Linked DNA regions of Mus musculus: all the other regions are linked to region 1. The links are chromatin contacts, called in public Hi-C, HiCAR-type and promoter capture Hi-C maps. All regions are on one chromosome and are shown on one strand. The core of a region is the stretch at or near the end of the contact, and the rest is flanking DNA. Distances in the headings are between cores, read along the strand shown. Region 1 holds the start of Zfp69 (zinc finger protein 69). Region 2 overlaps Ppt1 (palmitoyl-protein thioesterase 1). Region 3 has its middle 24 kb from the start of Cap1. Region 4 holds the start of Ppih (peptidyl prolyl isomerase H). Region 5 holds the start of Ppt1 (palmitoyl-protein thioesterase 1). Region 6 holds the start of Svbp (small vasohibin binding protein).

The links. Promoter capture Hi-C pulls out the DNA fragments that hold promoters and counts their contacts. Hi-C and Micro-C count contacts between places; a contact is called where the count stands out from the background. HiCAR-type assays count read pairs that join an accessible place to other places. Capture Hi-C pulls out chosen DNA fragments and counts their contacts.
Region 2: a contact with region 1 is called in a promoter capture Hi-C map of pre-B cells, with 6 times the contacts expected there. The contact joins the enhancer-like site here to the promoter of Zfp69 in region 1. A contact is called at or near these places in 9 of 39 promoter capture datasets (the C10 cell line, HPC-7-derived erythroid cells, cranial neural crest and 5 more), 2 of 115 datasets of contacts at active chromatin or transcription factors (microglia and stem cell-derived neural progenitor cells) and 1 of 9 other capture datasets (embryonic stem cells).
Region 3: a contact with region 1 is called in a promoter capture Hi-C map of hippocampal neurons, with 5 times the contacts expected there. The contact joins the enhancer-like site here to the promoter of Zfp69 in region 1. A contact is called at or near these places in 3 of 39 promoter capture datasets (cranial neural crest, hippocampal neurons and liver) and 2 of 115 datasets of contacts at active chromatin or transcription factors (acute myeloid leukemia and large pre-B cells).
Region 4: a Hi-C map of B cells shows a contact between it and region 1, with 6 read pairs. The contact joins the promoter of Ppih here to the promoter of Zfp69 in region 1. A contact is called at or near these places in 1 of 39 promoter capture datasets (cranial neural crest) and 1 of 484 Hi-C or Micro-C datasets (B cells).
Region 5: a contact with region 1 is called in a promoter capture Hi-C map of liver, with 4 times the contacts expected there. The contact joins the promoter of Ppt1 here to the promoter of Zfp69 in region 1. A contact is called at or near these places in 11 of 39 promoter capture datasets (the C10 cell line, cranial neural crest, embryonic stem cells and 5 more), 6 of 115 datasets of contacts at active chromatin or transcription factors (astrocytes, embryonic stem cells, large pre-B cells and 1 more) and 2 of 9 other capture datasets (adipose tissue and liver).
Region 6: a contact with region 1 is called in a HiCAR-type map of astrocytes, with 4 times the contacts expected there. The contact joins the promoter of Svbp here to the promoter of Zfp69 in region 1. A contact is called at or near these places in 1 of 39 promoter capture datasets (pre-B cells) and 1 of 115 datasets of contacts at active chromatin or transcription factors (astrocytes).

The regions. Positions count from the first base shown.
Region 1 is chr4:120,949,001-120,953,582 of GRCm38.p6, forward strand. Zfp69 (zinc finger protein 69) reads right to left here and starts at 2,688. Exons shown (of 6, transcript NM_001384119.1): 1 at 2,444-2,688; 2 at 332-560. The coding sequence starts at 434.
Region 2 is chr4:122,856,024-122,860,616 of GRCm38.p6, forward strand. Ppt1 (palmitoyl-protein thioesterase 1) reads left to right here. Exons shown (of 9, transcript NM_008917.3): 9 at 1,487-3,152. The coding sequence ends at 1,609. Cap1 (CAP, adenylate cyclase-associated protein 1 (yeast)) reads right to left here. Exons shown (of 13, transcript NM_001358035.1): 13 at 3,025-4,194. The coding sequence ends at 4,111. Among named protein-coding and RNA genes, the nearest start is that of Ppt1, 22 kb to the left of the region's middle. Within about 2 kb of position 3,283, at least 49 of the 459 cell types and tissues checked have an H3K27ac peak or open chromatin away from gene starts, as enhancers often do. A contact at or near this core is called in pre-B cells, where this site is marked.
Region 3 is chr4:122,908,273-122,912,590 of GRCm38.p6, forward strand. No RefSeq gene overlaps it. Among named protein-coding and RNA genes, the nearest start is that of Cap1, 24 kb to the left of the region's middle. Within about 2 kb of position 1,434, at least 30 of the 459 cell types and tissues checked have an H3K27ac peak or open chromatin away from gene starts, as enhancers often do. A contact at or near this core is called in hippocampal neurons, where this site is marked.
Region 4 is chr4:119,318,538-119,322,919 of GRCm38.p6, forward strand. Ppih (peptidyl prolyl isomerase H) reads right to left here and starts at 1,986. Exons shown (of 10, transcript NM_028677.4): 1 at 1,872-1,986; 2 at 1,632-1,696; 3 at 1,293-1,316; 4 at 983-1,027; 5 at 7-49. The coding sequence starts at 1,937. It overlaps Ccdc30 (coiled-coil domain containing 30), which reads right to left. Exons shown (of 15, transcript NM_029286.2): 15 at 4,356-4,382.
Region 5 is chr4:122,834,791-122,838,942 of GRCm38.p6, forward strand. Ppt1 (palmitoyl-protein thioesterase 1) reads left to right here and starts at 1,437. Exons shown (of 9, transcript NM_008917.3): 1 at 1,437-1,589. The coding sequence starts at 1,466.
Region 6 is chr4:119,193,311-119,197,896 of GRCm38.p6, forward strand. Svbp (small vasohibin binding protein) reads left to right here and starts at 2,000. Exons shown (of 3, transcript NM_024462.2): 1 at 2,000-2,176; 2 at 2,562-2,711. The coding sequence starts at 2,598.

The DNA of each region.
Region 1 (4,582 bases), core at 1,438-3,937:
GGGCAAAGATGACCAGGAGTTTTGCAGAAAACCTGAGACTCGGGCCAGAGACCTTTGATTCCCTGATTCTGAGTTAGGCTCTCACACGCAGGAACTGGCAGTGGGGGAGGGGCACATCCTGTGGCCTTCCTTCCTGTTATATATTGTTTCTGGGGACAGGGAAAAGAAGGGACACACAGCAAAAGTCACCAGGAAGCAGAGGTAGGAGCCCAGCATTTCCTTCACAAATATCCCCTGACCCCCATGGCACAAGCATGAACCCGCATGGATCTTCTTTCCCCTAAGTTATCCCCAAGGGACCACCCCTTCTTCCAACTTTGTCTGTTCTCACCTTCTCCTCCAAACATTTTTGTCACATCCTCCCACAGGGACACCTCCTTCAACTTCACCCAGGTCGCCTCAGTGGCCGGGGTGATCAGGAGCTGCTGAGGCATGATGGCGCCGGCCTGACTGGGGGTGGCAGCTTCGGGTGGGGAAACTGCTGGAACTTTCGATGAGAGGCTTCCTGGTTGTATCGTCCTCAGGCCATAATCTTTTACCCTGGAAGAGTTGTTGAGCCCCTGCAATATCAGAGACCATTGTGAGATGAAGAACTCTGGGTATAGACGCTTCATCTTTGGGAGGCAGTCCTGTAAGCTGCTTTGAGGCCTTTGGACTCCCCTTCCTTTTCTTTCTTGCGACAGGATTTCTCAGTATAGCTCTGGATGTTCTGGAATTCACTCTGTAGACCAGGATGGTCTTGAACTTAGATATCTATCTGCCTCTACCCCCTGAGTGCTGTGATTAAAGGTGAGCACCACTATGTTTGGCTGTACTTTCTTTTAAACTTTATTTGTCTGTCTGTCTGTCTGTGTGCCATGGTGCTCAGCTGGAGGGTACAAGATAACTTATGGGAGTCCATTCTCTTCTTCCAACAAGTGGGTCAGAGGGATTGAGCTCAGGCTGTACGACTTGGCAGCAGGTGCCTTTCCCCACTAAGCCATCGGACTAACCTGCTTTGTGTGCCTAGAGAGCAAAAGGCATGAAAGGAGAGACCCAGAGAACCCATCATACAGCCAGAAGTCCAGAACTGTCTTTATAGCTGCAAAAAGGCCTAGAAGATTCGGCACCAATACTGAAATAATAGTGTCCTGGATACAGAAGTAACCCTCAACTTTAAACACATAGATACAAAGACGCCAGTACCAAAGGAAAAAAAAAAGTACAAATGTCCACATGCCCTGACCTGACCACCTTGTAAGCTGCATGCCCCTTCTGCCTGCTTACATATTTGGAGCTGGCGCCAAGGAAGGCTCTTTGATGTCTGACCTGTATGTAAAGCTGAGACCTGAGGCACTTCAAGTCTGACCTTCAGTTTCCTCATCTATAAAATGTGGATGTTAACTACTGCACAGGGATGCAGTGTTGAGACAATGTTAGGTCTACTAAGTTAACAATTAAGACCTTTTTATTTTAAAGCTGTACAATAAACATTATCTTAAAGTTTAAAAAAAAAATCACGGGCTGAAGAGATGGCTCAGCAGTTAAGAGCACTGACTGCTCTTCCAAAGGTCCTGAGTTCAAATCCCAGCAACCACATGGTGGCTCACAACCATCCCTAATGAGATCTGACACCGTCTTCTGGGGTTTCTGAAGACAGCTGCAGTGTACTTATAATAAAGAAATAAATCTTTAAAAAAAATTAAAAATAAAAAAAATCACATGCGTTTATTTATGGGGGTGGAGGTCACATGCCAACTTTTGAGAGTTGGTTCTCTCCTTTTACCAGGGCATCAGACCTGTCTGCCAAAGCCTTTACGGGGCCCCAGTGGCCATCATGTTTTAGAGTTATTTTAGAAAACAATTAGAAAGCTCAGCTTGAATATCTCAGTTGATAAAACAGTAATTCACAGGGCTGCGCTTTGTCATAAGCCAGCAGCAACAGTCGTCATCACACACTCCAAATGCCCAGCACAGCTGGTGAAACGAATCCCCGGTTCAGATGCAATTAAAACTGCAGGGTTATGTGCTCCCACAGAGCTGGAGAGGAGGAAATATAGTATGTCAAGTGCAAGTAGAACCACTACAGAACTGACCATAACAGCAATTTGGAAACAACCCGAATCCATCATCTGAATCGCCCATTCAGCATATGAATAGTTGTGGACACTGGGACCAGATTCAGTGGACCTGATACCCAAACGCAGCTCTCTCTCGGGGAGGGGACTGCTCTTTGAAGTCTGGGGGAAGAGGAGGAAAGGTGAAAGACTGCCTGTCCAAAAAGACCGGAGTTGGTGCAAATAGCCCCGACTATGTAAAAAGTCTCGTCACTAAGTGCAAACTTTGTGCTGTTCCTTCCGAAGGAGCTGGCAATCCCAGAAGCTTGCTGAACGACCCATCGGCAGAACTTCGCAGGCAGCCACCCGGTCGAGCTCGCAGCTCCGCAGCAGAGTCGCCTACTCACCGGAGGATCTCCGGATCCGTTCCCGCCAGCCTTCCACGCTCACACCGCGGCGCCCAGTGCGCAGCGTGGCTTCCGAGGGACACAGGACACCGTCGGCCTCCGGGCTGGACACCGGCCTCTCCCGCTTCTCACCCGCCGCACCCGGGAGCGGAGCTCCGCGCGCACAGGCGTCCTGCCCGGCCTTCTGTCCCAGCCCAGGACCTGCGGCGCCGGCTGCGGCTCAGATGCCCGAGCTCCGCCGTTTCACCCCGCCCCTCTAGCCCGGTTCGTGTCCCCGCGCCTCCACCCGGGACCCGCCCACCCCACGCTGCTCGCGTCAGCGCCCTGCCCGTGGCTCCGCCCACCCGGGTGCTGCGCGACCCAGATCCCGGAAGCCGGAAGCCGCCCGGGCAGACCCAGGGGCGGTGTCCAGCGAAGCCGGCAGCCCCTGCTGAGGGTCTCCTGTACCCCGTGGCCCGGCGAGTCTTCCTGGAGAAGCCGCTTCTCTGTCATTCTTTCATTCTTAAGGCTTCAGGATGCAGCCTTAAATCGCACGCAGTTCCTGCTCTCTCCTAATCTCCTAATTCTGGTGAATTCGATAAGTAGAAAAATAGACAATCCAAAAGGCAACAGGGGCCTAGAAAACAATAAACTTAAAAAAAAAATTCCGGGATATGTATTTTTAATGTCCCTAAAGACATGTATTAGTTTGCTTAAGGCTGCCTCCCACCCCCAAAGAAAAACACTTCACACCGGTGACTTAAACAATAGGAATTTATTTTCCCATGGTCCTGGAAGGTAGAACCCCTTTCTTCCCATATTCTCACGGCGTGTTTCCTGAGTGCCTGTAGCTAGGGGAAGTGTCTGGTGTCTGAGTTAGCCTTCCTCAGTTCCTCAATTTAACTTATCTCTTTAAAAGTTCAGTAAACATATGGCATTGAGAAAATAAAACTGAGCCCACTGGAAGATACAGAAGAGATGACGACAGAGTAAACACTTACCAGAGCAAAAATTGGAAAACCAGCATCCAGAAAGTTAATCCAAGTTGAAAGCGGCTTTTGCCCAGCTATCTGGAAAACAGACCTTTCATACTGCACATAGAGACTGGGAGGGGGAAAAATGAGCGGACTTGGGACTGATATAGGAAACCCTCTCCACATGAGTAGAACCTCGAAGGGCTGGGTGTTCTCTTTAATGTGTGTGTGTGTGTGTGTGTGTGTGTGTGTGTGTGTGTGTGTGTGTGTGTCTGTGTGTGTTTGGGATGGGGGAAGATAAGTGAAACAACATGGGAAAAATTCATGAACTGCAAAAAAATTTCGTGTCGTTGGCTGTGATCTTCGTTCAAAGTCATCTCTATCTATTGAGTTGAAGACAGTGGCACTTGGGCTGTAAATTAATTTGCAAAAAAAAAAAAGACAAATTGGCAGTAGAGAGTTTATTAAACACTACTGTACAGTTGCATCTGGTGCTCCTGGAAAAGGGATTGCACCCCTGAGAGGAGTGGAAGATCTTTGGAGTTGGCAGAACTAAAGCTCTGAGTTTATCTCATGAGCTGTTTGTCAGTGTCCCCATCTAAGGGACCCGCTGACTTCTGTCTTGCTAAGCAGTTAGTCTTACTGCACTAAGTAACTAATTAGCTAACTCTTGATTGGAACAGACACCAGGTGTCATTCAGAGTAGGCTTCAAATGCCTGTATAATACATCACAAGTCATTGGTTCCCCACAGTCCCACTCTGATTGTTAATGTGGAAGGAGGTTTGTTTGTTTTGTTTTTGACTCTACATGTTACGGGGGCGGGGGGCATCATCTTTAGCAGACAGCATTATAACTGTAAGCACCCGGCTTCCCTTCAGTTACAATGTCGAGTGCAGACTTAAAGATAAGCAAGCTGTGGGCATAGTCCCATGTGGTGTTAGGGTGCCTACTCAGTCTGCCTAAGGCTCTTCATATTCAACTCCCCAGTTCATGGTGGCACCAACCTGCAAAAATGACTGTTTCCTTAAAGAAATAAAATGTGGCTGGTTGGTGGTGGCACACTCCTTTGATCCTAGCACTCAGAAGGCAGAGGCAGGAAAGAAAGAAAGAAAGAAAAAAGGGAAGAAAGAGAGAGAGAGAGAGAGAGAGAGAGAGAGAGAGAGAGAGAGAGAGAGGAGAACCTG
Region 2 (4,593 bases), core at 2,033-4,532, 1.9 Mb after region 1:
GTAGGCTGTTTTCACACCAACTTCCTGGGTGCTGATTTCTACATAGGTACTAGATCCTAAGACCTCTTGCTCATGGTTTTTAAACACACAAGAGAAACATCAACTCTGAGGTTTTACTTTGGAAGAAAAGGTTTGGAACTAGCTTCCCTTGCGAGTTGTTTACTACAACTCCCAGAAGCCCCTAAGTAAATGCAGACATGGGCGAGGTTTTATGTCATGGCAGCCATGAGGTGTGGATTCTGGCAGTCTAAGGGTATGCCTCAGTGGTAGAAATGAGCTTAGCATACAGGATGACTGGGGTTTGTGCCCCAGCACCAAGAGTAAACCTGTCAATCTGCATTGACAAGGGGAAACTCCTTCGCCAGTCTCTCAACGGGGGCTGTCAGGCATCCTGTCTAGCAGTAGGTCCTGTATCTCAAGCAGAAGTTGCAGTGTCTCACCACATGCAGTTATTGCTTGCCATAAACTGGAGATGGACACACAAATGCCCAAGTACCATATCGAAACCACCTTTTATTACAGCCCCCCTGCCCCAATTTCAGAGGTGCGCTTTCCTCCACATTTTTGGTTTGGTTTGGTTTTTGTTTTTTTTCATGTGTGTGGTGTCCTGGTTTGGATGAAATAGAAATAAAGGGAAGCTAGGTTCTGGCAGCTTTGGAAATTACAGCCAAGATCTTCCTTATCATGAAATTCAAACCCAGGGTAGTCAAGAAGTGGCACTGTCCTTGCATGCTAGATCTTCTCTTCTCAGCAAAAGCCTGACACCTTGGCTACTGGGGGATGACACTGTAAGATTCTAACACATCCCAAGTTCATTATCCTAAGAATCAGCTATGTTGGATATTAAACATTATTTTCTCCTGACTTTGGCTCAGCTCTTGTTCACTATGATGTTGTGTGCCAGTTTTGCTTGCCCCGCTGCTTTTCAGGAAGCTGACTTATAGGCACTGGGGTACAGCTCAGGAGCAGGCCCTGGGTTGACTTCTAGCATCTTGCTGGAGTTGAGGGGGTGGGATGAGGCAGAACATAAGTAGAACAATTCAACAGTATTTTTCTTTTTTTAAAAAAGATAGCATGTAGCCCCTGAATGTCCTGGCTAGCCTTGAAACCACAGAGATCCACCAGCCTCTGCCTCCCAAATGGTGGAATTAAAGGGGCCTGACACAATGTTGGCCTTGCACATGTAAATCTATTGCTTAGAAGCAAACTGAAGGAACCAGTTTAAAACATGCTTATAATCCTGGCACTCGAGTCTAAGGCAGGATTGCTACAATTTCGAGGCCAGCTAGAGCTGCAAAGCAAGACCCTGTCTCAAAAACAAACAAAACGAAGATCTGAAAGGGGGTGTCATCTTTTTTAACCGTGTACCTCTAGTTTAATACTGAAGGGAAAGTGTGTATCTTGAGAGTAATTGTTAATATTCTACTGGGTTAGTCTAAAACCTTCAGTAAGCCTCTTGGATTCATTATGTCCTTTCTCTCTACAGGACCGCCTGGGGCTAAAGAAAATGGACAAAGCAGGAAAGCTAGTGTTTCTGGCTAAGGAAGGGGACCATCTTCAAATATCTAAAGAATGGTTTACTGCCCACATCATACCTTTTCTTAAGTGAAGCCCTGGCACTTTATAGCAGAGTTCATGAAACCACAGCTCTTCCAAGCCATGTACATAGTTCATGCTCAGCCCTGAACTCTAATCTAGCCTGCAACCAGCCCTTCTCTCCTCTTATCATCTAACATACCCTACTTGGAAAGATCTAAGATCTCAATCTTATCCTTTGCCGCCTGCTATCACCATATGGTGTTGGATTCAAGTTTAATTAGCTAATAACCATGGAGATTGTTTTACAACTTTGTGATATGGTCAAGCTCCCGTTTAAGAAATGGGAGTCTGTTGTTGCAGATCAGTAATTGTGCCTAAAAGAGACAGAAGTGAAAAAGAGACAAGCTCTGAGGGCAAAACCCATACAAATTTGGAGCAAATAAAAGCCCAGGTCTGAGATGTTCACACAAGCAATTTCTCTGCACTGCTGTGTGGGCCGTGCATGATGTTTCCCCATCATTTCTTAAGACTGTTTTCCTGTGTAAGTGTTGCCCTCTAGAGGTACCTAGCAGTCACCCCACAAGCCTACCATCACGTCCCCTTCAGAGCTCACCTTGTATCCTTAATCCTCAGTAACAGAATTAGTCACACAGGGGGGAACTGCCAGCAGGGTTGCTTAGGAAAGGAAATGGACCTTCTCTTCTCTTCTCTTCTTTGAGACAGGGTTTCACTCACTTTGTAACCCTAGCTGGCCTGGAATTCACTATGTAGAGCAGACTGGTCTTGAACTCACAGTCACAGAGATCACCTGCCCCCTCTGCCTTTCAAGTACAGGGATTAAAGGCATGCATCACCACAGCCTACAGCAATGTGTGTCTTATATACTATGAGATAGTGAGGGAGTATAGAAGTGAAAACCAGGTGTCTGTTCTTGCCCTTAATATTATAAGTGGCATAAATGTCACACCATTGCAAAGAACGGGAGAAATAGTCTAAAAAGGTGGGGCTTTGGCATTCCTACCCTACATCCTATTTACCAGCATACATCAAACTGCTGCTGATTTGATTCCTCAAGAAAATGATTGGGGAATATTGTAGACTTCTTTTCCCTCCTATTAAACAGATGATAACTTTGATTGTTAAAGAAGAAACCACCCTGATCCCCCATTTCCTACAGTTGAGCATGGACTCCCTAGTGCCCATGCTGAGATCTCAGCATGTTCTAGATGGGTCCTCTAGAGCACGGGTTTGGAGAAATGACTGTTTTCATGAAAGCACCATTAGCACCACAGAATTCACCCACTGCCTGTTTTTCCTTTTCCTTTCTCAAACCTACTCAAATAAAAGGATGAGGGTTAAGGGCAGGAAGTGGGAGGATCTAAAAATAGTTTTGAGATTGTCTTTAAAAATAATAAAGAGTAGTTTCTTATACTTGGTATCATTTTCAGTATTTTCACATCTCTGTACTGAAAACATCAGGTGAATAACTAAACAAGTTTGGTATTAACTTTATTCTATTTTCTGTATAATTTTAAGTACATAAAGGTTTATTTCCACAGGCCTCAGGTAATGGGCAGAAGTCACAGGACAATCTTTCTTCCTCTTTTCCCACCAAAAAAAAAAAAAAAAAAAAAAAAAAATAGGAAAGGAAAGGTTGCATATTTTGGTCAGTGTGTCCTAGAGGGAGCACTGGGATTTTGCAATGCTGTGCAAGATTCTGATGTAAGTCGAGACCTAAACAGCCGCCGTGGAGGTCATAGTCCTAGTCAGGTTCCTGCGCAGAGGCCCTAAGCTGCCGAGTGACAAGCAGAAGGGTGAGTGGAGGCAATGACAGTCATCTGGCAGGGAGGAGGAACGCCAGACTCCTTGGAATGCTGTGGTGGTTTTCTTTAAAGTTGTTCCCCATGGGAATCAAGGCAGTCATCCCAGGGGGTGGGGGGAAAGGGTTTAAGACTTCCTTCCTCAGAAAAGGACACTGCTACTGTACTGCAGCTGCAAGGGAATGCCTGCTATGTTGTGGTTGATGCTGACCCAGGATGGAATGCAGATGAAGGATGCTTTTAGGAAACAAGTCTGCTTGGAATGCTGGGTGGCAATCCTTAGCTTTTGGTCGAGTGGAAGCCTGGCCTCACTTGTCAACAATGAAAACTAGGTTGGTTAGAACCTAATAGACTCCCTGGCTCCTGCCCCCCATGCTCACTGTTAGGAGAATAGTGTGCATTCTGATGTTTGGTTCCAGGGTGTTGTGAACCCTCAGGGACTGATTGTTGGTAGAATGACCCCCAAAGCTGAAAGCTTCGGTGCCCCAGTCTGGGCCTGAAGCTCTGTAAGCTCAGCCTGTGGTGCAGCTGCGCTGATGCCGAGAAGCTGCACCTTCCGGTGAAGATCCACTGACCTGCTGTCCCGCCCGTCTCAGCCTGAGGTATATTTCAGTGAAGGCAGGTAGCTGGGCTTCTCAGAGCAGAGAAGCAGTTTAAGAGCAGAAAGGTAGAGGAAATCTAGAAAAGAACCGTCTCCATACAGATGTATCCCATGGTGTGAAGGGAGAGGGCACAGGACCCATGTATTTGCTTATCCAGCGATTTCTGTCACTGTGGTGACCAACTTCTGTCCGTTCCACAGGGTCTTGAACTGCTCGGGGACTGGGAACTCGTTCTGCAAAAAGGAAGTAACAGGATGATGGGGCTGGAGAGATGACTCAGTGGTTAAGATCACTGACTGCTCTTCCTGAGTTCAATTCTCAGCAACCACATGGTAGCTCACAACCATCTGTAATGGGATCTGATGCCCTCTTCTGGTGTGTCTGAAGAGAGTGACGGTGTACTCACATATGAAATTCCTAGCCAAATGGATGGACCTGGAGGGCATCATCCTGAGTGAGGTAACCCATTCACAAAGGAACTCACACAGTATGTACTCACTGGTAAGTGGATATTAGCCCAAAACTTAGGATACCCAAGATATAAGATATAATCTGCTAAACGCATGAAACTCAAGAAGAATGAAGACCAAAGTGTGGACACTGTGCCCCTTCTTAGAATTGGGAACAAAACA
Region 3 (4,318 bases), core at 184-2,683, 2.0 Mb after region 1:
GTTCAATTCCCAGCAACCACATGGTGGCTCACAACCATCTGTAATGGCATCTGATTCTCTCTTCTGGTGTGTCTGAAGAGAGCAATGGTGTATTCATGTACATAAAATAAATAATAAATCTAAAAATATTCATCTGAATTGATAGTTTCCTTTTTTTAAGAAATCAGTCTGACCAATGTGGTGGTATATTCCTTTAATCCCAACACAAGGAGGCAGAGGTGAGTTTGAGGCCAGCCTGGTCTACATATGGAGTTCTAGTCCAACCAGGGCTACATAACAAGACCTTGTCTCAAAAACAAAACAACAACAACAAGCTCCCAAAACAAAACAGCAGCAGCAACAACAACAACAACAAAAAATCAATCTGTGCTTGATTAGGTTTTAACTGTTTATGTAGAAGCTCAGTTGTATGCTTGAGAAAAAAATCCAAGGGTCAGAGGAGGCACCAAAGAACAAATTCATCAAAAGGACTGACTTGAAAAGGCAAGGAGAGAGAGAGCCACAGGGACCATACTACACAGCAGGAAGACACTGTTCACATCGCAGTCCACACAAACCACAGTTCCTAGAGGTTTGTATACTGCATGCTATTGCTATTACGGTGTCTGTGTGTATGAAGTATGTTGGTGCCACTGTGCATGTGTGGAGACCAGAGGACAAGTTTCTGGAATCCACCACTGGTTAAGTCCAGGGATCAAACTCAGGCCCCTCTGGCTTCCAGAGCAAACGCTTTTACTTGAGCCCTCTTGCCTGCCTGTAGCACCCATCTTATAAAGCCACACCTTAGGGAGTAGTTCTGAGTTCAATGTGTCAGAAACTCCTGGCATCTTCCCAGAAAGCTTTCCTAACTTTGCACACTGTGGAGGCATGCTGGGGAGAAAATTGCCAATGAAGGTGTATTGAAAAATCTTGATCATTGCAATTTCACTCACTTCTGCCCCCTCCTCTTTGCTTTGGTATTCTCCCCGCTGAGCTAATGTCAAAGGAGTTCCCTGGCTACCAGTAACAGGAACCAGCTCTGACAAATTTAAGAAGGGGCATAAAGCTGATCGTGGTGGCTCATGCCCTCTAATCCCTTCATACTTGGGCTAGCTAGCAAGATCTTATGTCAAAATTTAAAATATTTATTGAAAGAAAAAACGTGAAAGATTCATAGACTCGGTACAATCCGGAAAAACTTGCAACCAGAGCAGTCGAGTGTTATATTAAAATATACAGGGTCGTGCTGGTTCCAGATATGCAGATTACAGACAAATCTCTTAATACCGCTACCTACCCTGGCGTTAATCAGCTCCGCGTGGTTTTTGCCCTTTCGTCTCCCACTATTTTTTTTTCCCAAGAGGAAGCACTCCCAATCGGCTTTGTTGTGATGGGATGTCATCCTCTGACAAGAGGGGCTTTGAACCGTGACTGACAGCCCCACGGAGACAGTGTGCAGTGTGGGAAGGGCCTTCTCCAAAAGAAAGAGATAGAACGCTGATAGAGGAAAACAACAGATGTCCTCCGCATTCCAACTGCGGGTTGCCAAGCAACATCTTCCCACGTTTTAAAATACCATATACAAGTTTTAAAATGCTTCTGTCTAACATAATATGATTATTTCAAAGGCAAACAAAAGACACACTCAGCTCCTTCCAAAAAGACACAACCCGTGTCCAGCAATGGCATCCATCCCCAACCCCCACACACCCTGGGTCCCGTCATGATCCTCCTCCATCCCCGATCCCCACACACCCTGGGTTCCATCATGATCCTCCTCCTTAGAAATCTGTGGACAGACAACAAATTTAACCAACACACACACACACACACACACACACTATACACAACACACATAATTCTAAGATGAGAGAGGGATAATTACCTTTTTGGGGAGTGGTAGGGGACCTCGAGACAGGGTTTCTCTGTGTGGCCCTGACTGTTTTGGAGCTCGCTCCATAAACCAGGCTGGCCTCAAACTCAGAGATACACCTGCCTCTGTCTCCCAAGTGCTGGGATTAATGATGTCCACCACCGAGCTAACTGCCTTGTAAATATATATATATATAACTTTATGCATAGTATTATATGTAACTTACACTTCTACAAAAAAAAATGATACATAAAAGAAACGGTATGCTCCCCACTTACAGTCAGTCTTACCCCTAATATGTGTAGGTTTCATATGGTTGGTTGGTTGGTTGTTTAGTTCGGAGTTTGGATTTGTTTTCTTTTGTTTTGACCTGGGAAGGATGGGGGGGGGGTCTTTTTGGTGGAGGTAGGGGCTGGCCTGGAACTTTGTATGTAGACCAGACTGGCCTTGAACTCACAGAGATCCTCCTGATTCTGTCTCCAGATTACTGGAATTAAACACGTGTGCCACCACACCTGACTTTATTTTCGTTTTATGTTTTTGTTTGCTTGTTTGTTTTGTTGAAATTATACGATACCAGCGAAGGGGAATTGTTATCATATGTGCAGTGCTTATACAGGCCAGAAGAGGGCAGCAGATCCCTTGGAGCTGGAGTTACAAGTGGTTGCAAAGCTCCCTTCTCCCCCTCGTGTGGGTGCTAGGAACCTTACTTAGATCCTCTGGAAGAGCAACAAGCACTCTTGGCTATTGGGGTATCTCTCTAACCCCTCACCCTGGCATAATTCGGTCCTCCCATCCCCAGTCCATGCCATCTGGCCATTGGCTGGCCAGCACCTTATTTGGTTTAGTGTTTTGCCAGGTGGGCTGTGGAACTCAGCCATCAAAGTAGCTCGTAACGATTCCCACCCGCCTGATATCCACACCCTTGTGTAGTGTCCTCCCACCTGAAGTATACGCCAGAATATTTCCAGATGTTGGAATAGCATTGCTATCTGTTCTCTCATACTTACCACCCTGGATTTCAGTGCCGCACTCGCTCCGGACCCTGGAGATTTCGCTGTGTTATGAATCAATTCTGTACCTCTTGGCTTTTTAACCCATTGTGGCTAAGCATTCAGAACAATGACGTTTTCAGGTTATCTAATCTGCAGGGTCACTGACGTTGGAAGACTGTGTGTTCACTTTCCTATCTTCCGAGTAGAATGAAAACTCTGTACGATCAGGGAAGACACTCTCACAACTGTGCTCGGGTGACCTGGGACCCAGAGGCATTCATTTCATGGTTAGTGAGTGAATAAGAGAAACCAAGGACAGAAGAAGTGATGTGACTGTCATGTGCTGTCTTTTGCTGGAAAAAGGTAGTGGGCACTTTTTGTTTTGTTTTGCTTACACAGGAGATCATTACATTAATTAGTTTATTTTAATTTGAATAATGGAAAGGCACATAGAAGACTGCTGTCTGCCGGACACGATTCTCTTTCAGAGCTGCAGACACTTGATCCTTGAGACAAATATCATTGTTTAACCCACAAATAAAGAAATCTTGAGTTTACTTCTATTGATTGCTTTGTTTTGTTTGTTTTCTTAAGTCTGAGAAAGCTTCCAGGGGAAGTGGAATTTGGCTAGGCTGACTTAGTTTTGGTACTGACAGGACATAGATATCTACTTATTAGCGGAAAAGGAACAAAATTTACCTGCCCACATGTTCTTTGCATTGGTAATTATAGAGTCCACCCCTTGACTGAGTTGAAAATTTGAATTGTTTAGACTCACACCCCATACACTGGGGCATTTGAGCTGGTCAGTTTTATAATCAAAAGAAATTCCTGGGGCTGGAGAGATGGCTCAGCGGGTAAGAGTGCTCGCTGATCTTGCAAAGTCTGGGAGTTCAGTTCCCAGCACCCATGTCAGATCTCTGTAACTAAGGGAATCTGATGCTTCTGACCTCCACAGTTACCTGCAGACTTATGCACATACACACCCACACACAGACATCCATGCACACACCCACACATACACTTACAAACCCACATATAGACACACACGCACATACTCACATGTAGACACACAAGCACACATAACTGAAAAAGTCTTTTTAAGAAGAAAAGAAAAAGAGATTTTCTTTTAAAGCTGTAAGCAACGGCACAGCCTATAACCCTAACACTAAGAAGGCAGTGGCAGGATGATAGTAATTTGGAGGCCCAGGAAGTGAGGGCTCTTATTTTTTAAAAGATTTATTTGGGGTGCTGGCAAGATGACTCAGTGGGGAAGAGCATTTGCTGGTCTTGCAGAGAATCGGGGTTCAGTTCCCAGCACTCACATGGTAGCTCCAATTCCAAGAGACCTATTGCCCAGGTATGGAAAATGTAAACAAAGTAGACTGTCTTTTCTACCAGAGGGCTAAATAAAACAAAACTTCATTTAAAAATATCAGAGTGGACACTTGGCAAAACTTCCAATTTCTCC
Region 4 (4,382 bases), core at 736-3,235, 1.6 Mb before region 1:
ACTTACATTAACAAAATCTCCACCCTGAATCATGAAATCCTTTATGACCCTGAAACAGTTAAAAAAAAAATCCTGAGAAAAGATTCAGTGGATTAATCACTGAAGCTTAGAAAAGGGCGAGCAAGTACAGTCTTAACTCAGTTGATCTTAGATGCGTGAGTTCGCACCTGAACATCAGGAAGGGGCTGAAACCAGGCTAGAATCACCAACAGTCACCAAAGGAAAAAATCATGTCCAGGGCTTATTGCAATTTGGGGGAAAAGAACAACAGCAAATCTAGGTGAATGGACTACTGCACACACAGAGACTTGATGGTGTTAGCTAGTACACCAGCTATGGCCCTTCGCTTTGCTTAGCCTTCCTTGAAGAACTCGGAAAACACATACTACTTCACAAGAATGCTAGGGAGGGTTACAGACTGTAGCTTTAAAGCCCTTATGTGGGAGACATGGACATTTTCAGGATTAGAATAGAGCAACTTCTGTCAAACTCTAACAAAAAATAAGTAAATATATCATGAAAGCCAGGCTCCTACAGATGACTGCCTAGCAACGGTAACTAGCAAAGCCTCTGCTGAAGTCCTGACTGGCGCCAGGGAGATGGGTCAGTGGGTGAAGTGCTTGCTGTGGCAGCCTAAGGATCTGAGCTTAGACCTCTGGGAGCACGTGGCCACGCACCTGTACTGAACAGGTACTGAAAGGGTACAGCATGCTTTCCTTGGCATCGTTTCTGCAATACAGCATTCCACCAAGTCAGGGATGACTTAAGGCGCTGTGCATAGGCTTCATGGTGTTCAGTACCAAATCCAGGGCCTTATGAATGCTGGGCCAATTCTCTACCACCGAGCTACAGCCTCAGCCGCGAACATGCCATTTAAAACAACAGCCGTAAGCCTCACAGAGTTTGAACTCAGGTGTGCAGGACTGCCTGTACAGATACCAAGCAATGACTGCATTTCCAGTTTTCCAAAAACCTCCCTTACCTGTGGAAGGTGCTTCCTTTGTATCCTATCGGAACGCCATCTTTTCTGTAAACAAAGAAGGAAGAGACTTGGAATGGGGAAACACAATGGTGGGCCTTTCCCATTTAGGCTACACCAGAGGCTAAAAGGGCTCTCACTAAGATCTGGAGGGGGAAAAAGAGAGAGAAAGAACCCATTCAAGGTGTCACCCTCTCTCTGCATATCATCTTCCATTACTTAAGACCTGTTCATGGTTCTCCAATACCCTCACCAAACATCCAGGGCACCCCTTCAGGAGTAGGCAGAGAAATCAAACACATCTGAGACTGACCTGAACTCTCCGGTGCAGAATTGCCTAAAGGGAAAGAGAGAGCAAACGATTTAGCCTTCGTACGATCACTGCTTGAAGCACCTCTAATCTCTGGAGAGGAGAGTTCAAACACTGGGGCCAGTATGTCCGCCAACTAACTGATCGGGCGGATGTCAGGGCAGGTAGACTAGTGATAGAAGTTGATATGGGATCAGTCACAGCCGGTAGCTGTTTGGCCAGTGAAATACCCAGACCACAGAGCTGCAAGGCAATGAATAGATGGACAGAGGCAGACATGGCAAAGACCGACTGGAGGCCGGCTTCGGGCTCAGCTCTGGTTCACTTGGAGCATATCCTTACCTAAAGTTCTCTGCCGTCTTAGGCACCACGTCTGCAAAGAGCTCGATTTTCATGCGACCAACTTCCTGCAGAAGAAACGGGAGACGCAACACTCAGCTCACGACCGCTGTCCACGAAGCTCGAAAGCTCCCACCTCCCTCCGCCGCCTGGCCCAGCCGGTCTCGGGAGGGCTATAAGGGGCTGCCTCCCTTACCCGAGGCCAACCAGCCCGCACGGGCCGCTAGGTCGCCCGCACCTCACCTGGCCGCCAATGCTGACATCGAAGAAGACCACTGGATTGACTGGACTTGAATTTGCCACCGCCATGGCTTTGACCCGGAAGTAGAAACCCGGCTTCCGGTGGCAGGTCCCGCGAACTTCATCCGGAGCGCAGACGCAGTGGAAACGGACCGCGATTGCGCCCCGCCCCGGAAGTGTGGCGCGCGCTGAGGTTGTTGGGAATGGTACTGTTTGGCTGAGCTGGTCGGAGCTGAGGGGAGGAAACGCAGGCATCTTTGTCAAAGTCTGTGGGCTCCCCACTTGCATGACTGTATTAGTGCAATAGAAATGAATCTTCTGCAGACAGCATGTCCTGAGCAGTCACACTTGGTGTCCCCTGTCACAGCTCATGAGCCGAGGATCCCTGAGTCACCTTCCATATTTTAAAATGGTTTGTTACTGTAGCCTGGCTCAGTCGGGTGCTGGAAATGTAATTTTATTTATTTTCTTATGATTGTAAAATTTTTTATTTTTTAATTCACATTTACATCCCCAGTGCTGCCGCCTCTCCCGGTTTCCCCACCCCCTCCTTCTCTTCTCCTCTGAGAGGGTAGAGACCCCCTCTGGTTTTCCCTCCACCTTAGCACATCAAGTCTCTGCAGGGCTGGCCTCATCCTCTCCCACTGAGTCCAGACAAGCAGAAGAAACGAATTCCACAGCAGGGCAACAGCTTTTGGGATAGCCCCTACTCCAGTTGTTCGGGACCCACATGAAAGACCGTGTGTGTGTGGGAGGGGGCTAGGTCCCGCCTGTCTATGCTCTTTGGTTGGTGGTTCAGTCTCTGAGAGCCCCAAGGGTCATAGTTGACTCTTGGTTTTCCTGTGGAGTTCCAATCCCCTCGGAGGCCCTCAGGAGTCCTCAAGCTCCATCGGATGTTTGGCTGTGGTCTCTGCATCCCTGAGTCAGCTCCTGGGTGGAGTCTCTCAGGACAGCCATGCGAGGTTCCTGTCTGCAAGCACAACAGTCTCAGGGATTGTTGTTTGCCCATGGGATGGGTCTCTAGGCTAGTAAATCGTATGGGGCTTTGCCTATTTAAAATGCTGTTTGCCACTGCTGGTAGCAAAGACCAGGAAGTAAAGGCTGGCTTCTCTTATACCACTTTTACCAAGTACCCTTCTGCCTCTGTTTTGGAGGGCATTCAGTTGCTACCCCCCCCCCCTCTTTTCCTTCTCTCATGCTTGCTCCGGCCCAAAGATACTTATATGTAAGTACACTATACTTGTCTTCAGACACCCCAGAAGAGGGCGTGGTTGCTGGGATTTGATCTCAGGACCTTCGGAAGAGCAGTCAGTGCTCTTACCCACTGAGCCATCTCTCCAGCCCTGGTTGTTACACCCTTTAAGGTTTTTTGGTTTTTGTTTTGTTTTGTTTTTGCTTTTGGTTTTTTGAGACAGGGTTTCTCTGTATTGCCCTGGCTGTCCTGGAACTCACTCTGTAGACCAGGCTGTCCTCGAACTCAGAAATCTGCCTACCTCTGCCTCCCAAGTGCTGGGATTAAAGGCATGCACCACCACTGCCCAGCTTAAGGTCTTTTTTGAAACATTTTTTCACTTTTTTTTTTAATTTTAAGACAGTCTTGCTGTGTATCATGGGTTGGCTTTGAACTCTTCCAACTTCCTATCTCAGCCTCCCAAGTGCTGAAATTACATACATGGATTGCTATATTCTTTTGGAACTGGGGCTGGAGAGATGGCTCAGGAGGACTAGAGTGTTCCAACACCCATGTGTCAAACTGGGTACCCTCCACATGCCTGCATGCCCAGCTTCGAGGAGGGTGGATGTTCACTGGGGCTTACTGGCTTCCAACCTCTTGGAGAAAACTGGAAGCCCAGGTTGAGGGAGAGACTCTGCTTCAACATAATAGGTGGTAGATGACAGAGGAAGCCATTCAGTGTCCTTTTCTGGCCTTAGTGCCTGTACAGATGTACATATCCACACATGTGCATTTACAGAAATGAATATTAATACTAAAACTACAGAATTTGAGAAAGGTATTCAATGCCAAACCTCACTTCTACATGAACATTCGCCCTCAAAAATGTATTTAAATGAATGTTTTATTGCCAGTCAGTAGTGGGACATGTCTATAATACCAGAACTCTGGGGGCAGAGACAGGCAGATCTCTGAGTTGATCCACAAGAGCAAGTTCCAGGACAGCCAGGGCTATACACAGAAATCTGGCCTTGAAAAAAAAAGTATAATAGGATACAAATACTTCAAGGAGCTATTGGCACTTGATAGCTGCTGGAAGAGGGGGAATCAGATTGCTTTAGTGTAGCACCTGCTTCATTGGAAGCCCACACAGCCAAGCATATTTGGGCATCACAAATTGGTTTTGGTGAGCTTTAGAAAGGAGAGAGACAGAACACCAAGTTGGGTAGGTAGGGCAGTGGGGGTGGATCTGGAGGAAGTTCTCAAAGATGTAATGGAAAATTCAAATCAAAATACATACATTAGCAGGGTGTGGTAGAAGATGCTTGTAATCGCAGTAT
Region 5 (4,152 bases), core at 187-2,686, 1.9 Mb after region 1:
CTCAGATTCTACGCTGAAGCAGCAAGCACTTTAAAGACAGAGCTGTCTTCCTGGCCCCGGGCCTATTTTTGCTTTCCTTTGTTTTTACTCTGATTTATTTGTTTACATTGTGTGTTTATGAGTCTCTATGGGGACATGTGACTGTCGGTGTATAGAGCTCAGAAGACAGCTTGCACAACTTGTTTTTTTTAACCTCAAGCTATCATAGTTCTCAAGAGGAAAGGATCAGGAATGGCTTAGTGGCCATTGTTTTATCCAGCTGAACAATCTAGCTGGCCCAACGCTTATCAGACTGTGCACTGTATAATGCATCCTAATCCTGTATTTTAATTGGCTTTCCAATTACTAAGTAACTGCTGGTTTCAGTGGGGTGGTACAGAAGGGTTTCATGTGGGTGCACAACCGGTTATTCTTCTAGATTTTTCATATGTCGCTCTCTACAAGACTACTTCATCCTTTATAAAGCCGGTGTCAGAGAGTCCCACTGTACCGTGAATACACCCTATTTAACAGATTCCTTTAAACATTTTTAATGCTTTTTTAGGGGAAAAAATGTTTGACACTGTCATTGAGGTGCCGAGGCTGCACTGAGGGAATCTAGAAAAGATGTGGGAGCATAGACAGGAGCCTCTGGGCTATAATAAACCAGAGTGGAGCTTGGATAGGACGTAGCTATGTTTCCCATCTTCCTAGTACATGAAATACCTGAGAGTCCATGACAGCCTGGAAGTCTTATTACATCTTTAATAAGATACTTTTTTCCCTCTTCAGGAGTCCAAACTTCCTCCTCCCTAATTACATCTTTAGCTTTTGAAACCCCATCTTAGCTTTACGATCCAAACCAAACCTCACCATGATATAACTTGCCCTGGATGAAAATCAAGTCTCCCTTCCCCAGTCCCGACACTGAGCCTTTTCTTCCAAGGGCTATAAGTACTATGGCACTGTGCTGAAGAGTTTTCTGCCTCCGCCTCCGAGGACCTTACCTAATTTCTCACACATGTGCTAAAATAAAAACAGTCTCCTAGGGGGAAAGCACCTGCAGCCAAGCCTGATGGATGACCTCAGTTCAATCCCTCTGACCGCTCCTGCAAGCGGTTCTCTGGCCTCCACACATGCGCTGTAGAACGCGAGCCGTACACATATGAAACGCCCACACATAGAATTAAAATTACGTGCAAATGACATAATTGTTAGCGAATAAACAGCTCTTTTCTGCTAATACACAGCTGAAAGAGAAGGCAAAGTTCCGTAGGGGGAAGGGGGAATTGTCACCTAGGCGTCCTTGGGTGTAAAATGAGAGCAGTGCATAAGATCAATTAAAAGATGGAAAGCCCTTATATAGTAGAGTCTGGTGGGTGTTAAGCAATGAATAAACGTCTCTGTCAGGATGCAGAGCCCGGCAGGGGGCGTGGCCACCGGAATTACTTTGGTCCACAGTCCCCGCGGTCATGTGATTGCTAAGATGGCGTCGTCCTGTTCGCGGAGGCTGCTAGCTGCCGCTCTGCTGCCTTGGTGCTGCGCCGCCTGGGCCCTGGGGCATCTGGACCCACCTTCACCACCACCGCTGGTGATCTGGCATGGGATGGGTGAGTGGGCGTGGACGGGGGCATCCTTTTCCCCCCTCGGTTCTTAAATCTGGAAAGACGATAGGGATTCCACAGCACCCGCCTAGTCCAAGGTTTTCGGATTTGTTGCTCTGCACGGAAGGGACGACAACCAGGTGTCTTTAGTGAGTGCTCAGTGAGTATTGTGCACGGCTTGGTTTATGCTTTGTTAAAATCCTGGCAGCAGTAGCATCAGCCTGCAGTATCTCACAGTCAGTCCAGCCTGCCCCTGCAGAGCTGGACTGCACACTCAGGCTTTCATTCCTTCACATCTGAATAGAGATCTACCAGGGGCCTTCATGTCCTTTATACAGTTACCTCAGAGCACCTGCTATACCTGAGCATGAAGCATTCTCATCTTTCTGGAACTTGCTGTCCAGTGGGGGAAACGTATTATAAGGAAATACGGGAAACTTGTCAAATGGCCAGGAGTGCAGTGAAAACAGAAGATAGAGCCTCAGGTGTGAGCTTGTGCTTCTACGGAGCAAGTTAGAACAGGAAACGGGATTCACCCAAGAGTGACAACTGAGTAGAGCTTAAGAGGATGCAGCACCATGGAGGGAGCAACTGGCCAGATCCTCCCTCCCGCCCCACCCCCCCGGAGCTCCCAGGGATTGGACCACCAACTAAAGAGTACACATGGAGGGACCCATGGCTCCAGCTGCCTATGTGGCAGAGGATGGACTTGGACATCAGTAGGAGGAGAGGCCCTTGAACCTGAGAATGTTCGATGCCCCAGTGTAGGGGAATGCCAGGGAGGGAAGACAGGAGTGGGTGGGTGGGGAACACCCTCATAGAGTCAGGGGGAGGGGGGATTGGATAGGGGGGTTCCGATGGGGAGACCTGGAAAGGGGAAAACATTTAAATGTAAATAAAGAAAATATCCAATAAAAAAAATAAAAGAAGGAAAAAAGAGAAGAAAAAAAGGAGGACGAGGGAAGATGCCATAGGGACATGTGGTCACAGGAGCAGCAGGTGCAAAGGCCCTGAGCTTGGCAGACTAGCATGCAGAGCAGTGTAGCAGGAGCAGCGGGAGCAAGGGAATAAGAGGGTGGACAAGTATGCTGGGGCTTTTAAGATTAGTGTAAGGACTTGGAATTTCACTAGGAACTTGTGAGGTGGTAGAATTTACATTTGTAAAGAACTGTTCTAAGCCCTTTGTGCTAGCTAGCAACTGTAAAGAGCTAGTTTAGGAATGTAACTCCCCAGCACTCCGGAGGCAGAAGCAGGAGGAACACCCCGAGTTTGAGGCCTGCATGATCTACATGGCAAGTTCCACATCAGCCAGAGCTACATGGGAAGACCCATATAATTAAAATTAAAAATGACGTTGAAAGGATCTATTTCTGACACTAGATGTCTATGCATACCCTAAGTGATCACTGAACAAAAGCTGTGGCTATGAGCTCTGGGGAGAAGTTGTCATTAGAAGAAAAGGGATTGAGAACAGTCAGCTGAGATCACAGGGAATTCAGGTGCTTGTCAACAGAACCAACAACAGGCATTTTCTTTGGGAGCTCAGATTTAAAACTATATATATATATATACACATACATACATACATACACATACATACACATACATACACATACATACATACATATACATATATATACACATATATTTTAAAAAATCAAGTGTGTGTGTGTGTATTGTGTGTGTGTATATATATGTATATATACACACACACTGTAGTTGTCTTCAAACACACCAGAATAGGGAATCAGATTCCATTACAGATGGTTTGTGAGCCACCATGTGGTTTACTCAGGAACTCTGGAAGAGCTGTCAGTGCTCTTAACCACTGAGCCATCGCACCAGCCCCCAGGGAGCTCTGATTTATTAGCTGTGAAGATTGGTTTTCTTGAAGAGTCTTAGGGAGATTCCCTGTATAAGATTCAGCTCAATGGCCTGTTTGTCCTCAAGAGTCCCTGGCTTTGTCCTGTAGCTAAGTCAATTGTTTCTTTTTCTCTCTGGGATAAGGCGAAGAGGGATCAGGGTCAGGCTCAGTAGGGCTGTAGACAGGGAGGAGGGAGACCTTACAGGATTGTGCTTTATGGATTAAAGGCATGAGTGCCTGTCTGTCTTGTCCCACCAGTGTCCTCATTTCTGTTGTAGTTGCTGTGTTGAGAATAGATTGTAGATGTCACAGGAACTGCAAGGGGACACTGCAGACTTAAACCCAGAGATGCCTGTGACTCAGAGCTGTATAACGACAGCTGTGTGGTAACAGGAAGTGTGGTGGAAGTTTGGCATACTTCAGTGTGGCATCAAAGAATTAGATATGGCATGAGAGATGGAGGTGGCAGAGATGACTACACAGGCTTTGGCTTGGACAATTAGAAAGTGAAGTTGTTTAATGAAAATAGGGTTGCTTGGATGATGAGCATACTGGGGGGGGGGGGGGTAGTCAGAATTTTTTTAAACCAAAGTAACGCACACTGTACTTGCTGCCCTCAAGAAGCTCAAAGAGTAGGATCCCGGTCCTCAGCCAGTTGAGGTTCATAGCCAGACCCTGTCTCAAAACAAAAGAAGTAGAGGTTCT
Region 6 (4,586 bases), core at 750-3,249, 1.8 Mb before region 1:
ACTGGGATCAGAGGCATAGCATTTTAGTCATTTTAAAGTCTACGTACAGAACTATGAACATCGCCATGCGTCAGATTTCTAGAATTCTCTCTTGCAGAATGCACTCTATATCCACTGATCAATAACTCTCTTTCCCCCTCCCCCAAGCTCCACTTTATGTTTCTTTTTTGATACCTCTTAAAAATGGAAGCATGTGGTAATGTGTGTGTTTATGTGTGTGTGCACACTCGTGTGGTTGTGTCCAGCTTTAAGGTTTTGAGATCTAGTACGGGATTGGACTCTGAAAAGAATGTAACAACTCAGACTTAGACTGAAAGCACCTCAGTGCCCATGGAGGCTTCCCAATGGAGGTAGCCCTGGCAGGTCTGGAATTTGCTAGGTAGACCAAGCTGGTCTTGGACACACAGGGACCCATTTGCCTTTCCCTCTGGAGTGCTAGGAGTAAGGGTGACAGAGAGACTAAAAAGCAGGTCTGAATGTGTCTCCAGAGGCCAGTGTCTTCTAAACCCTGTCTAAAATGCTTGTTTAGCACTTACTAGCTGGGTAATCTTGGACTTAACTTTTCCATGCCTGTTCCTGTTTAGAAATCATATTGGTACACATATCTTTATGAGGAACAGGGGACTTAATAATGCAATGGCCTCAGAGTATTGCCTAGAACAGAGGAAGCCCCAAGGGAAGCAGTTATTGTTATTTCTCAGGCTCTTCTCCTCCTTGGCACCTTTCTTGCTAACATAACAAATGAAAATGATAGCTAGAAATTTTAGTTTACACCCTTTTGATTATCCGTGGGGCTGTTTCTCTCCCTCCTTCTCCCTCTACTTCCACCTCTCACACTCTGTGTGTGTGTGTGTGTGTGTGTGTGTGTGTGTTGGCTGATATACTTCTGATTCCTGTGGTGGTTTGAACATGTTTGACTCAGGGAGTGGCACTACTAGGAGATGTGGCCTTGTTGAAGGAAGTGTGTCACTGTGGGGTTGGGGTTCGAGACTATTCTCCTAGCCACGTGGGAGACAGTCTTTTCCTATTTGCCTTCAGAACAAGATGTAGAAAAATGGCTCAGTGGTTAAGAGCACTTGTTGCTCTTGCAGAGGATCTGGTTTTGGTCCCAGCACCCACAACTGCCACAAATGGCAGCTCACAACTGTCTTTAATATCAGTTCCAGGGGATTCTATATCCTCTTCTGGCCTCCAGCACCATGCCTGCCTGCACACTGCCATGCTTCCTGCTATGATGCTAATGGACTGAACCTCAAGACCTGTAAGCCAGCCCCAATTAAATGTTGTCCTTTATAAGAGTTGCTTTCGTCATGGTGTCTTTTCACAGCAATGGAAAACCTAACTGATACAATTTCTGTCCGGCTGAGGGTATAGCTCAGTAATAGAAGGCTTTGCCTAGCACATGCTCTGGGCCCTGAATTTGTTTTGTTTTGTTGAGACAGAGTCTCACTGTGTAGCTTTGGCTGGCCTGGAACTCATTATGTAGACCAGGCTGGCCTCCAACTCATAGAGATGTTTGTGCTTCCCCTTCTCAGTGCTAGGATTAAAGATGTGCACCACCAAACTGGGCTAGGGGCCCTGTATTGATAGATAGATAGATAGATAGATAGATAGATAGATAGATAGATAGATAGATAGATAGATAGATAGATAGACAGATCATTTTTTTCAAAGCTTTCAAAGCATTGTGGTAAACAGGATTCCATTTGATCCTCCTTATAGATCTATAAATCAGGAAGGAAGCAATCAGCAGTCCTGACTTTCTTGATTTAGAACCTGATGCTCAGAATTCCAGTGCTAGCCAATTTCAACCACAGGAATCAGATTCTGCCTTTCAAAGCCTTGCAGTTGTCCCAGAAACTAGAAGCCCGGAAAAGCTTTGGTTACTTGTAAGAATGTCCCTGCCCCAGGCCCCGCCCTCCAGCCCCAGGCCCCGCCCTACTCGCCTCCGATCCCGCCCCTCCCGCTCCGGCCACGCCCAGGTGTGCTCGCTGCGCGGGCGCAGTGGCTCCTGCGGGAGGGGCACCTCAGGCCGCGGCCCCGCCCTCCCCGGCGCGCCCCGCCCAGTCCAAGGGCAGCGGGCTGGGCGCTGCGGTCCCGCGGAAGGGGGGAGCTAGGGTGAACCCCGCGTGGGGGCTTGTCTACGACGTGGCGGAGGCCGTGAGCCCGAGGCCGGGTAAGGAAGCGCACGGACCCCCGAGCCGCCATCTTGCTACGGAGGGGCCGGGCGGGCGAGCGGGCGGGCGGGGCTGGCAGAGGGGGCTGCCGCGGACCGAGTGGCTCGCCCCTCGGCCTCTGAGACCCGGCCCTACCGTACGCCCCCGGGTTGGAGCTGCTTTCTCGGGCCTTCTCATCTGCTGCTCACCCGGGGTTGGTAGGGAAATGGCCAGGAAATGACTACTGTCCCATTGTGCAGGAAACTGAGACTCAGAAGTGAGGAGACTCGACTAGGAACGCACAGCAAGGTGCTGGCAGTGGGACTCCAGGGCACCCTGCCTCACCTGCCAAGCTAGGGAGTTGGGAGAAAGGACTAGCAAGCGGTTCTCTTTTTGTACCATCAGGTCAGAGCTAACCAAGAAGCATTCAGAAGCCAAACCATGGATCCACCTGCCCGGAAAGAAAAATCCAAAGTTAAAGAACCAGCCTTCAGAGTGGAGAAGGCTAAGCAGAAATCTGCCCAGCAGGAGCTGAAGCAAAGACAGAGAGCAGAGGTGAGATGAAGGAGGGAGCTCTGTATGCCTGAGCGAGCTGGAGAGGGTGCTGGAAGAAAAAAAAAAAAAAAAAAAAACCAGCAGAGGAAACTTTACTAGGGGTCCCTGCTTGTCCCAGGCATTGGTCCCCCCAGAGGGAGAGAGTCCAGCCAGGTCCCAAACGGTGAAGCGGAAGCCCAGAGTCACATACCAAGTTAGTGTCAGAATCCCAAGCTGGACCGGGTCTCCAGTTGCCTCCTGGCGCAAAGCTTTTGTGTTAGTGATCTGAGGAATGCATGAAAAGAGAAGAGGGTAGCTATGGGTGGGAGAGGGATCAGGGTGGGAGGAGAAAATGAACAAATGAATGAAGGAGAATGCTTGAAGTGCCAGTGTGACCCGTGACCCGGTACACATGGGCATTTGGTGCAGAGAGTATCTAGTTGGTGAGCGGGATGGAAAAAGCCCTCACTGGAGAAGCCTGACAACCTGAGAATCCATACATATGCGGAAGAAGAGAAGGTCTACATAAAACTGACCTCCACACTTGCTGTGGCACACACACACACACACCACCACCACCACCACCACCACCACCACAGCTACAGCAACAGCAGATTTAAGTGTCTGCTCATGACCGTGTAAAGGCCCAAGCTATGAGCCCACCAGTGTGCTTCTTTGTTCTCTCAACACTTAACAATCATTTAAAGATAAAAGGCTTTAAAATGTTTACATGGCTAAGGAACCACATCCAGACACGAGTATTTTAATATCCAGTATTAGGGAAACGCTTGCTGGTCTTTTCTGCCTCTTTGTTGTGTGTGCTTGTGAGGACATTTAAAGTACAGGAGACACCTGCATATTCAGCTTCTCAGACTGGTAGTGGTTAGTAGTAGTATCGCATTTTCCTAGAATTTTCCTAAGATAAATAAAGCCACATAGAAATGTGACATCTCCTTTGACTGTTTGTCCTATACCTCTTCTCCCTCTCTGTGGCTAAGCCCTTTTGTTTAATGCATTTCCATTCAAATAGATGAATACATTACCTGTGCGAGTATGTTTTGTTTGCATGGCATTTTAGAGATAGTCATACTACTCTTAAGAATCTGTTTTCTTTGTTCTTTATAGTGTCTACATTATAAACATATTTTTAAAAAGATGTGTTTTTCATTATGTGTGTGGTGATATGTGACCATGAGTTCAGGTGCCCTTGGAGGTCACACAGCCCATCGGATGCCTGGAGCTGGAGTTACAGGTGGCTATAAACCACCTGACAAAGGTGCCGTGTGGACCCAGGGTCCTCTGGGAGAGCAGCAAGGGCTCTGAGTCACGAAGCCCTCGCTCCAGCCCCTGGACCACCTCATTTAGGATGCCTACCCATTCCTCCTGTGATGGGTGTTGTAATTACTTAGTTTTGCTTTTTACAAACACTTGTATGGTGGGGGTGGGGGGAGACCCTTTTAGATGCTTCCTTGGCACCTCTGCTAGGATTCCTGTCGGGTATTTGACTAGAGCAATTACCGGTGTCAATCATTTCTTCTAGATATTGGCAAATGGCTTTCAGAGGATTCCTCAAGCTGGCACTCCTGTTGACAGTGCGAGACATGTCCTGTTCCTTTTGGTCTGACAGTTGATATTGTCAAGCTTTGTTTATTGGATCCATTTATTAAATAACCATCCAGCTGCTGCTGTGGGTGGGCAGAAGTGTGTGGACACATGCCTTGCCAAGACAGAGAAGAGTGCTGCCTTCCTGGGGCATGCATTCCAGTAGTCTTAGTGATTTCAGAAGCCTTCCATTCTGTGAACACATGTGTCATGGCTTTACCCAGACCCAAGCTGTTGATCTTAATTGCTTTGTGCCTTAGCAGGCAGTTTGAGGGTGCTGTAAGAAACAGTGCC